3 separate regions of the Mus musculus genome follow, and all the other regions are linked to region 3. The links are chromatin contacts, called in public promoter capture Hi-C maps. All regions are on one chromosome and are shown on one strand. Each heading gives the region's core, a stretch centred on a gene start, on an enhancer-like site or on the middle of the called end of the contact. The rest is flanking DNA. Distances are from core to core; before and after follow the strand shown. Region 1 holds the start of Lzts3 (leucine zipper, putative tumor suppressor family member 3). Region 2 holds the start of Ddrgk1 (DDRGK domain containing 1). Region 3 holds the start of Pank2 (pantothenate kinase 2).

Region 1 (2,858 bases), core at 209-2,708, 620 kb before region 3:
CCTAGGTGACAGTGTGATCTGCAAGGGCAGTTGAACCGCATCACTCTGGGATGATAGCCTGTTGCCTGAGCCTGCCTCCATTTCTGTTCTATCAACCCTCAGTGCCTGTGACATTACAATACTAGCAGTCAGAGGGGCCAAATGGACTCTGGCTAAACCCTTCCCCGAGCAGGGTCAAGGGCCTTAGAATTCCTGCAGCATCAGCTCCAGGTGTAAATCACAGCTCAGCTACGAAACCTCAAGCAGACTCAAATTCTCACACCTACCTTACAGCGATTTTTTAAAAAGGAAACGGATTATGTGTAAAATCCATGGTATTCTTTTTGGCACCCACAACCAAGTAGAGTTTGTAGCAGAGTCTCTAAGGCCTCTCTTGATATCCACCCTGTATTTCTCCTGAAAGCAGCTCTTCACTCCACACATGACCTCTTCTCAGCTCTCTGCCCAGCCTACATTCTTCTGGAACCAGTCCAAATACTCCTCAGCATCCTTGGTACCCAAGAGGTCTTGGAGCACTTAGCTCAGGATGACCCAGGGAGATTTCACTGTGAGCCTTCCCCATTGGAAGCCTGTGTTACCCCAGGGGTCTCTGGACCCCCCCCCCCCGGCATCATGAAAATGCAAGGCCAATACTTGTGGGGATGTTGGTTATGAGCAATGTCAATAGGAAATGAATGCAGACATAGAAACAAGGAAAAGCTTCCAGGAAGGATTAAGGGAAGGGATTCAGGGAGCAGAACTTCTTGGTTGGGATGTGTGAGGGGAGATTCATCTTCCCTTGGAAATGTGGGCACCTGCAGGGGAAGAGGCCCATCCCCTAGATCCTGACTCTGATGAAGCCAGTGCTTCAGTGCTGAAGGTACTGACAGCACACCCCCACCCACCCGCTCACACAGGAGCCTGCCTCAGCTGTGCATGTGTGTGTCAGAGTGTGTGGGGGGGGAGGGGGAGGGTCGCCATTCACTAGCACATAGACCCCAGCCACAAAATCTCTGCAAAGGTGCCACAGAGGTCTCCGCGGTTGGAGAAATTCCACCCATACCTCCCTCGGTTCTCCACCAACGCGCGTGGCCCCCGGGGGGGGGCGGGGTGCAGAGAGAAGAGGTGACATAATCCGGGCCGCACCCCCTCCGGCCGCCACCCCCCCCTCCCCGCGCGCCGGTTGAAGCGTCCATGACATCATCGGCCTCATCCCCCCCCAGCTCCCCGGTACCCTAGCAGCGGGACGCGCCCCCTCCCCAGCTTCCCACCGGCCAGAAGCAGCGAGCGATGCAGCGGGCATGGTGACCTGAGGGAGAACCTGGAGGGGCACCCCGGCAGGCCTGTATCACTTACTCACTGCCTCAGAGTCCGGCGCAGAGGCTCAGACACCGGCGCTAGCTGTCCCGCTCTCTGGCGCAGCCCGAAGCCCGCCCCACAGGGCGCGCGGCGCGGCCGGGCTCTGCTCTTGGCCCCTCCCGCCCCGCGCCCGGCCCGCCCACCAGCGGCTGCGGCAAACGCGGGCCCGCCCTCCGGCCACGCCCCCGGGACCCGCCAATCCTGGACGGGGGTGGGACTCGGTGCCTTAACCCCTTTGGTCGCTGAGCGCCGGCCCGCCTGCCCAAAAGGCTGGGTGGCAGATACTCGGCCTCAGTCCGTTAGCCACTGTACCAAATTCTTGGGGTCAATCCCCAATTTCTGTCCTACCAGAAATCCAGCAAATTCCTACTCTCTTTGAACCCCGTATCTGGGTGTATGAGCCCTTTGGTTTATGGACAACCTTGTTTGGACTCTAGATTCAACTCCTGCACCAGCTATTCCCTGTGCAGCAGATGTCCTAAATCCTTCAAATATGGGACTGGACAGATGGCTTAGTGGTCAAGGGCACTGGCTGCTCTTCCATAGAACCTGGGTTTAATTCGCAGCACCCACATGATAACTAGTTACAAGGGATTGGACACCTTCTGGCCTCTGCAGGTGCTGCACAAACATATGGTCGAAACAACCATACACTGAATTAAAAAATAATTAAGGGGGGGGAAAAAAACCAAAAAACCCTGAAGAGCCTTCAAACCTACAAGATGCGGGGGTGTGAAGGCACCTGTGACTATGATCTAGGTGGAGGCAAGAGCCAATAAATTGACCAATTTAAAACTTGACGCTACAGGAAATTTGTATTTTATACCTTGTGCCCCGTGCCTGCTGTAAAACTAACAAACCCCATCCTAAAAAGAGATTGAGTAAAGACTTTATCTTTGACTCAGATCAACACCTTGGCAAGTGCAGGTGGCATACACTAAAGGGGTTGCCAGCTGCCCAGGAAAACTTCCTAAAGGAAGCACTCAGCCTTCAACTATGCCCTTGGTCTGATCAGTATGAGGAAGCAAGCTAGGCCCAGGCTTCCGCCTTAGCAAAAGGCTGTAGGTTGTGATTGTGATAACTGATGAGTTTAGCCATCCTATGACATAGGACTATGTCATAGATTTTAATTTTTTTTGCCTTTTTAAACAATTGTTTTTATTTCCTATAGTGAATTTAATGAATTCCTGTTTTCAGTTCTAATGATTGCTTTTAAATGTATTAAGTAAATGCCTTTAATCCCAGAACTTGAGAGACAGAGGCAGGGTCTCTGAGACCGATTCTAACCTGGTCTACAGATCGAGTTCCAAGACAGCCAGGGCTACATAGAGAAAAACACTGTCTCAAAAAACCAAAACCAAAACCCAAAACCCAAACCAAACCAAACCAAAAAACCAAAAAGCCAACCAACCAAAAAAACCAATCAACCAATCCAAATAAGGAAGTATATTAAATAAACTAAGATCTTATTGTCATTAGCCAATGACAGATCATTTATATATTCTACAACTCTGTGAACT
Region 2 (3,106 bases), core at 549-3,048, 600 kb before region 3:
CCCATGCTCCTGCCTCTGTTTTCTGAGTGCAGGAGTTATAAGCATGCACACATACCCACTGAAGGTCTCTTTTTAAGACAAAGGGGCTAATAATCCCAAGGAGTCAAAGCCAAAGCCCAATTTCCCCTAAATTCTCTTCTTCCTACCAAGCCAGACTTCAAGTACTAGAGAAGACACATTCTTTCCCACAACCATGCGGATTTTGTAAGACTCCAAGTGTCTGCTGTGTGGATGTAAATATCAGCTGAAATGTCTCTATTTCTAAGCACTTATTCTAGGGTTACAGCTAATTGCACTGAACCAAGATGAAGGAAGTGACGCCCAATAGAACAGGGATTGAGTTAAGAAATGCTGACTTCAAGGACCAAAGCCCAGGCCCAAGACTCCAGTCCTACCACTAAATGTCCTTCCTCCACTGGCTTCATGCTCCTTGTGTGTCTCTAGCTTGGGAGACTTCCGAACGCCTTTAATCCAGCCCTCCCCCAGGCTGGGCCCTCTTACCTGGAATAACAGTTTGACCCACATTCTCATCCCCGTCTTCCCAGGCCACTCGCTGGGCTCGACGCTGGGCCTGTAGACGGCTGCCCAAGTCCCTCCGACGCCGGGGTCTGCTTCCAGTTCTCTGTTCTTCAGACTCCTGGGGCAAAGAGCGGCCTACCTGGCCTGCTCCTGCCCTCTCTTCCTCATTGTGCAGTGGTTCTCCGTCAGCTTTTGGGAGGGAGGAATCATAACACTGTCAAGCAGCCCATCTTCAAGAGAGTGAAGCACAGGATCTTGGGAGTCTCATCCCCCTGCTGAACCACCTCAGACTATTGCTGCCCACAGCACCAAGTCCCAACTTAGGTTTGTCAAGGCCTTTTTTGTACGCACACTTTGGCCTGATGCTCACTTCTCATTTCCTACCTCCTTTGATATCTTCATCTTGAACAGGCGACCTGTGAGGATACTCTCACCCTGAGGTTTACAGATCTCGCTCCATGCCCGCTGCAAGATTACATTTACTTCTTGCTATGTTATGATTTTATAGGGTACGCCAACCAGAGACTACATGTCACAGTCGAGGCTGAATCGTCCCTCCCTGGAAGACTTGTTGGCAATCAGCTTTACCTCAGCTTCTGTCTCTTCTGCCCGTGGGACACAGAGGTGCTCTGAGGTGGCTTATGGGGTCAGGCATCAGAGAGATATATAGAAACTCCTACACTTACGTGAAATGTTAGTAAGGGGGACTGTCAGGTTGTCAGTGCCAGGCCACTTCTAACCCTGGTGGAGGCGAGGCAAAGCAGCATGGGTGCCCTCTTTGGCGGGAGATGCATTCAGTTTCCTAAGGCTGCTTAGCCCTCCTACTCCTAGTAAGCGGAACACACTGGGCAGGATTAGAAAACCGGCAGCCTCTCCTATTGGTGCAGAGTAGAAAGGCAGGCTTGGTTCCTAGGTTGCATCCCCAGCTCTGGGCTCCGCGCTAATTCCGAGTGTGTCCTAAGGCGCGTGCGCAAAGCTCGGGCCAGCGCACAAGCTCCTCGTAAGCACAGGAAAGCTCGTCAGTGCATGCGCACGAGTCGAGGGCCTACCAAAGCCCAGGAACTCTGAAAAACGGATTCCTCCAGCCCTGGGACGGCGGCACCTCCTACCTGCTGCCGCCCGACCCCGGCTGCGAGTCAGGAAGAGGATCAGGCCGATGAGCAAAACTGCCGCCACCAGATACACCCAGGGCCCCACCATGACGACAGACAGCCGGGCAGCGCAGCCAGCGCGCCTGCGGGATCCGGATCGCCAGGCCCCGCCCACTACCGTCCGCCCTGCCCAGCCGCTCGCTGAGCTCCGCCCCCACCCTGGGCTTGACCTGGGCCTCAGTTAACTGAAGAGTCCCTGATGCCACATTTGCTTGCCATCCCAGTGCTCGGGAAGTGGAGACTCGGAGACCAACATTTCAAGGTCGTCTCTGGCTATATGGCAACATGGAGGTCGTCTGCATTTAATGACGCTGACTGCTCTTCCAGTGGGCCAGGGTTCAGTTCGCAGCACCCACATAGTGGCTTACAACCTTCTATTACTTCAATTCCAGGGGACCCAAAACCCTCTTCAGACCCTCTCGAGTGTCAGGCACGCAGGTTATACACAGATATGCATACCTGCGAAACACTCATACACGTCAAATAAGTGTTTAAGAAAAAAAGAAAGAAAAAGGAAGAAAATAGTGGGGCGAGTAAGTAGGGGACTAAGCTGGGGTTGTAGATTAGTAGTAGAGCACTCATGGCCAAGGCCCTTAGTTTAATTTGGAGCACTGAAAAATGCAACGTGTGTACGAATATCTTATTAATACTGCAAGTTAGGCATCCATTGTATTACTTTCTGTAAATGTGGAATGTTTTGTAATTTGTTTCTCAATGTTGATAAACCTAAGGCCTTCCAGGCGTCAGGCAAGCGCTGTTACGGTAAGCTTTATCTCTAGCACCTACGTTCTTTCCGTATATTTGGAGATTTAGATCCATGTTCGGCTGAAGGTTGAGGCTTTGCTGGAATTTTATCGCAGCTGCCCCCCACCTTTAGTTGTTTGGTTTTGTTCTGAGACAGGGTATCTGGTAGCCTAGGCTGGCCTTGGACTTGGTGTATAGTAGATGGTGACTTTAAACTGATCCTTTGCTTCTGCCTCATAAGTGCCTGGATTATATGGGAGTACAGGTGTGCACCCTGATGTCCAGACGCTCCTCCATCTTTTGAGGATGGGTTGTTTTGTTTTAGTTCTTTGAGCTCTCATTATATGGCCCTGCCTGGCCTAGAACTCAATATGTACACAAGGCTGGCCACAAACTTAGAGGGATCTGCTTGCCTCTTCCTTGGTTATAATTAAAGGCATGTGGCACCACAGACCTGCCTGGCTCCTGAATTATTATTATTTTTTTTCCGAGACAGGGTTTCTCTGTGTAGCCCTGGCTGTCCTGGAACTCACTCTGTAGACCAGGCTGACCTCGAACTCAGAAATCCACCTGCCTCTGCCTCCCAAGTGCTGGGATTAAAGGCGTGTGCCACCACACCTGGCTGGCTTCTTAACAAATGTTATTTTATATGTGATATATATATATATATATATATGTATATTAATTACCTG
Region 3 (3,142 bases), core at 176-2,675:
CTGGCAGCATGCATTCTTACTTCAGCATGTGGCTGCCTGGTACTCTAGGGGGACCAGAAGAGAGAGTGGAATGGCCAGAAGTTACAGAGGGTTGTGAGCCATGTGGAAGCTGGGAATTGATTCCTGGTCTTCTGAAGAGCAGTCCTACTCTGTTATGGGCATTCCTGATTTTTGTTAGATCCAGTGTGTGTGTGTGTGTGTGTGTGTGTGTGTGTGTGTGTGTTCCTGCGGAAGCTGGAATTTCAAGTTAGGAAATAAGGTTTCCAGAGTTAATTCTACACTGTGGGGTACTAGTTTGGAGCAAGTATGGGAGTGTTTTTCAGCATTCACAAGAGAAGCTCAGGCCGGAACTATTAGTGAGGGAGTAAGTTAGAAGGTAAGAGGGCTGTTATTCAAGGGACATTATCTCCTCCCAAGAAAGGTACTTAGGAAATTGTGAGAAAGCCTCAGTCACTTAAAATTGAGGGACTGAGGGAATGCTTCAGGGGTATATCTGGGTGGGATATCAAGGGTTAGGGCACTTGGGAAGGGCAAACGATTTAAAAAAAAAATCCATCTTCTGTAAAAACCCAGGGGTCTGGAGCTATGGTTCAGTGATTAAGAGCATTTGCTGTTCTTGCAGAGGTCTGGGTTAGATTCCTGGGATCCATATGGGGAAATCCCTCGATTTCTTCTGCCCTCAGCGACCATCAGGCACACACCAGGGTCACAGACATACATGCATGAAAAATGCTCAAACACATTAAAGAAAAACAAACAAACAAAAACCCCAACAACAACAACAACCCCAACCAACCTAACTTCCAAGCCTTCATACTGCCTTCTTCAGGAAGGGGAGTAGGTGAAGGATTTAGAATCCACCTCCTCCCGCCAGTTGTCATGGAGACAAACCTCAGTCTTTTCATTCCTTCTGGTACTGGGAATGAAGTCATAGCACAAAGGAAGAGACGGTGCTTGTACTTTGTGGACTGTAGTGTGGCTCCTACTGCAGCTATAGAACCAGACCCGGGGACAAAGGCTAAGGTTAGTCGCAGCTCAGAGTCCTTCCTTCTGTTAACACTTCTCAGTAGCTTCGGGGGCTCTATTGGGCGGGAGGAAGGAGTGATTCGTGAACAGAGAAGAGATAGTAGACTCCCTGGAGTTCTAGGGAATAGGGGAGCAGCTTGGCCACCGCTCTCGCGGATGCACAAGAGAGGGCGCCCCTCACTCAAATCCTTTGGGCCCCTCCACGATCGCTCCCAGCCTGCGCTGACCCCGCCTTCATCCGTCCAGAGTGCCTGTCGTTGGATGGTGGCGCGGTCTCTTCGGCTGGAGTCTGGGAGCCTATTGGACAAGACCTCTGGAACCCGCCCCTAGCCAGCTCGGATTGGCTAGCTGCACGTTGGCGCAACGGAAAAGGCGGCAGCCGGCGTGCGCCTGCGCTCCAGCGGGCTGCGCGGAGGCGGCAAGGCGGCGCTGGGGGGCTGGCTCGGGCGGCAGCGGCGGCTGTTGCGGATGGGAGCGGGCCGGTTTGGCGCGCCTATGGAGCGCCAGGGCAGGGCTGCCGCCACCTCAGCCGCGGTCGGCGAGTCTGCGGACTCGGAAGCGCGGAGGCGGGACCCGCTGAGGCGCCGGGCGAGTAGCGCGGCGCCGTCGGGGTCCGGGGAGGCGGAGAGTGTGAGACGGGAGCGGCCCGGCTCTCTAGGCGGCTCCACCTCGGCCGGCCGCCCGCGCGCCGAAGGCCTCCGGAAGAGGCGGCCGCGTAAGTGCCCCGGCACGGCCGTCGTTGTTTGCGCGCCGGCGGTGCCCGCGCGAGGGCTCCCCGCCACTTCCTCCCTGTCCCCTGGGGTGTTCTTTTCCTGAGACTCCCTCTTTTTTTCTTGAGAAGGCTCCTCCTCTCCCAAGTCCCTTTGAATCATCCATCGCGCTCACAACTGAAGCCTTTTCTATGGTGATTAATTTGGAGGTTGCTAGAAAATGCCCCTGAGGCGCAGCAGGCCCAAAACTCGACTCTGGGCTCGATACGCTTCTAAGCTTTGCTCGGTTTTCTTCCCGAGAGAATTCAGGTCATCTCGCATCCAGAGGTTTTCCCCCGTTTCCCTTCCGTTAGTTCACGGGAATTCCGGTTTCAGCCATAGCATTCTGGGCAGTAAAGCCTTTTCTTTGGAAGGGAGTCGACCTGTTCCTCAGTTACTCTTAAGCCTAGGGAGTTACTCTTTTCAGAGAATCGGGTTCTCATTTTATTACCAATTTGTGTTTCTTGTCTTGTGTGTTTTCTCCCCTTTAAAGCCTTTAGGGCTGTTGTCTAGCATCCACGACTACTGCTGAAAGTGTCAATTGTCCTAATACTGTAATAGGAACTTTTCAGCATAGCTGTCTGTGTTTTACATGTGGTTAAGACCTGGATATCAGATTACGGTATGAGGAAGGTAAATGCTGAGTGCAGGCAGGCTATGAGAATTACGGGAAGTGGCTTGATGTGTGAGGTCTGTTGGATAGTCCGCGCCCAGCCCTACCTGCTCACCCCCACCCCAGTTGCTTTTATCGATGATTTGAGCGATTGGATGTAGCTCTGTTTTGCCATGGAAGGTTTGGAGGATGTATGTATGTATGTATGTTTAGTACTTTATATCACTATATGTATATATTTTTTTTTTCTTTTCTCGACTTGTAAGAGATTTTATAATACCAGCCACTTGGGAGGTGGAGGCAGAGGAATATGAAATTTAAGACCCTGTCCTAAAAGAAAAAAGGAAAACGGATTTTCAAAGAGTTCCTGTTGTAGAATCGTTTGCTTGATAAATAACTTCCTTATTACACTTATTTATCGTGTGTGTCTGTATTGGTGTAGGTCAGAGGACAACTTTGCCCAGTCCTGGGGATGGAGCTCAGGTTGTCAGACTTGAGGGCAGGTTTTGTTTTGTTTTGTTTTTTTTTTGTTTTTTGTTTGTTTGTTTTTTTTTTTTTTTTGGTTTTTTTCAAGACAGGGTTTCTCTGTGTAGCCTTGGCTGTCCTGGAACTTCACTCTGTAGACCAGGCTGGCCTCGAACTCAGAAATCCGCCTGCCTCTGCCTCCCGAGTGCTGGGATTAAAGGCATGTGCCACCACGCCCGGCTGAGAGCAGTCTGATGAATTACCCAAGTTGGCCTCGTCCTCAGGGCAG

What was found. Promoter capture Hi-C pulls out the DNA fragments that hold promoters and counts their contacts. Capture Hi-C pulls out chosen DNA fragments and counts their contacts.
Region 1: a promoter capture Hi-C map of pre-B cells shows a contact between it and region 3. The contact joins the promoter of Lzts3 here to the promoter of Pank2 in region 3. A contact is called at or near these places in 5 of 39 promoter capture datasets (liver, maxillary cranial neural crest, pre-B cells and 1 more) and 2 of 484 Hi-C or Micro-C datasets (both in embryonic stem cells).
Region 2: a promoter capture Hi-C map of liver shows a contact between it and region 3. The contact joins the promoter of Ddrgk1 here to the promoter of Pank2 in region 3. A contact is called at or near these places in 12 of 39 promoter capture datasets (the 3T3-L1 cell line, 3T3-L1-derived adipocytes, the C10 cell line and 8 more), 1 of 115 datasets of contacts at active chromatin or transcription factors (memory CD8 T cells) and 1 of 9 other capture datasets (liver).

What each region holds. Positions count from the first base shown.
Region 1 is chr2:130,641,386-130,644,243 of GRCm38.p6, forward strand. Lzts3 (leucine zipper, putative tumor suppressor family member 3) reads right to left here and starts at 1,459. Exons shown (of 5, transcript NM_197945.4): 1 at 1,336-1,459. All of the region lies in intron 2 of Gm52563 (a long non-coding RNA gene), which reads left to right.
Region 2 is chr2:130,662,847-130,665,952 of GRCm38.p6, forward strand. It overlaps Ddrgk1 (DDRGK domain containing 1), which reads right to left and starts at 1,799. Exons shown (of 9, transcript NM_029832.2): 1 at 1,629-1,799; 2 at 502-708. The coding sequence starts at 1,719. It also overlaps a transcript of Itpa not described here.
Region 3 is chr2:131,261,075-131,264,216 of GRCm38.p6, forward strand. Pank2 (pantothenate kinase 2) reads left to right here and starts at 1,426. Exons shown (of 7, transcript NM_153501.2): 1 at 1,426-1,741. The coding sequence starts at 1,495.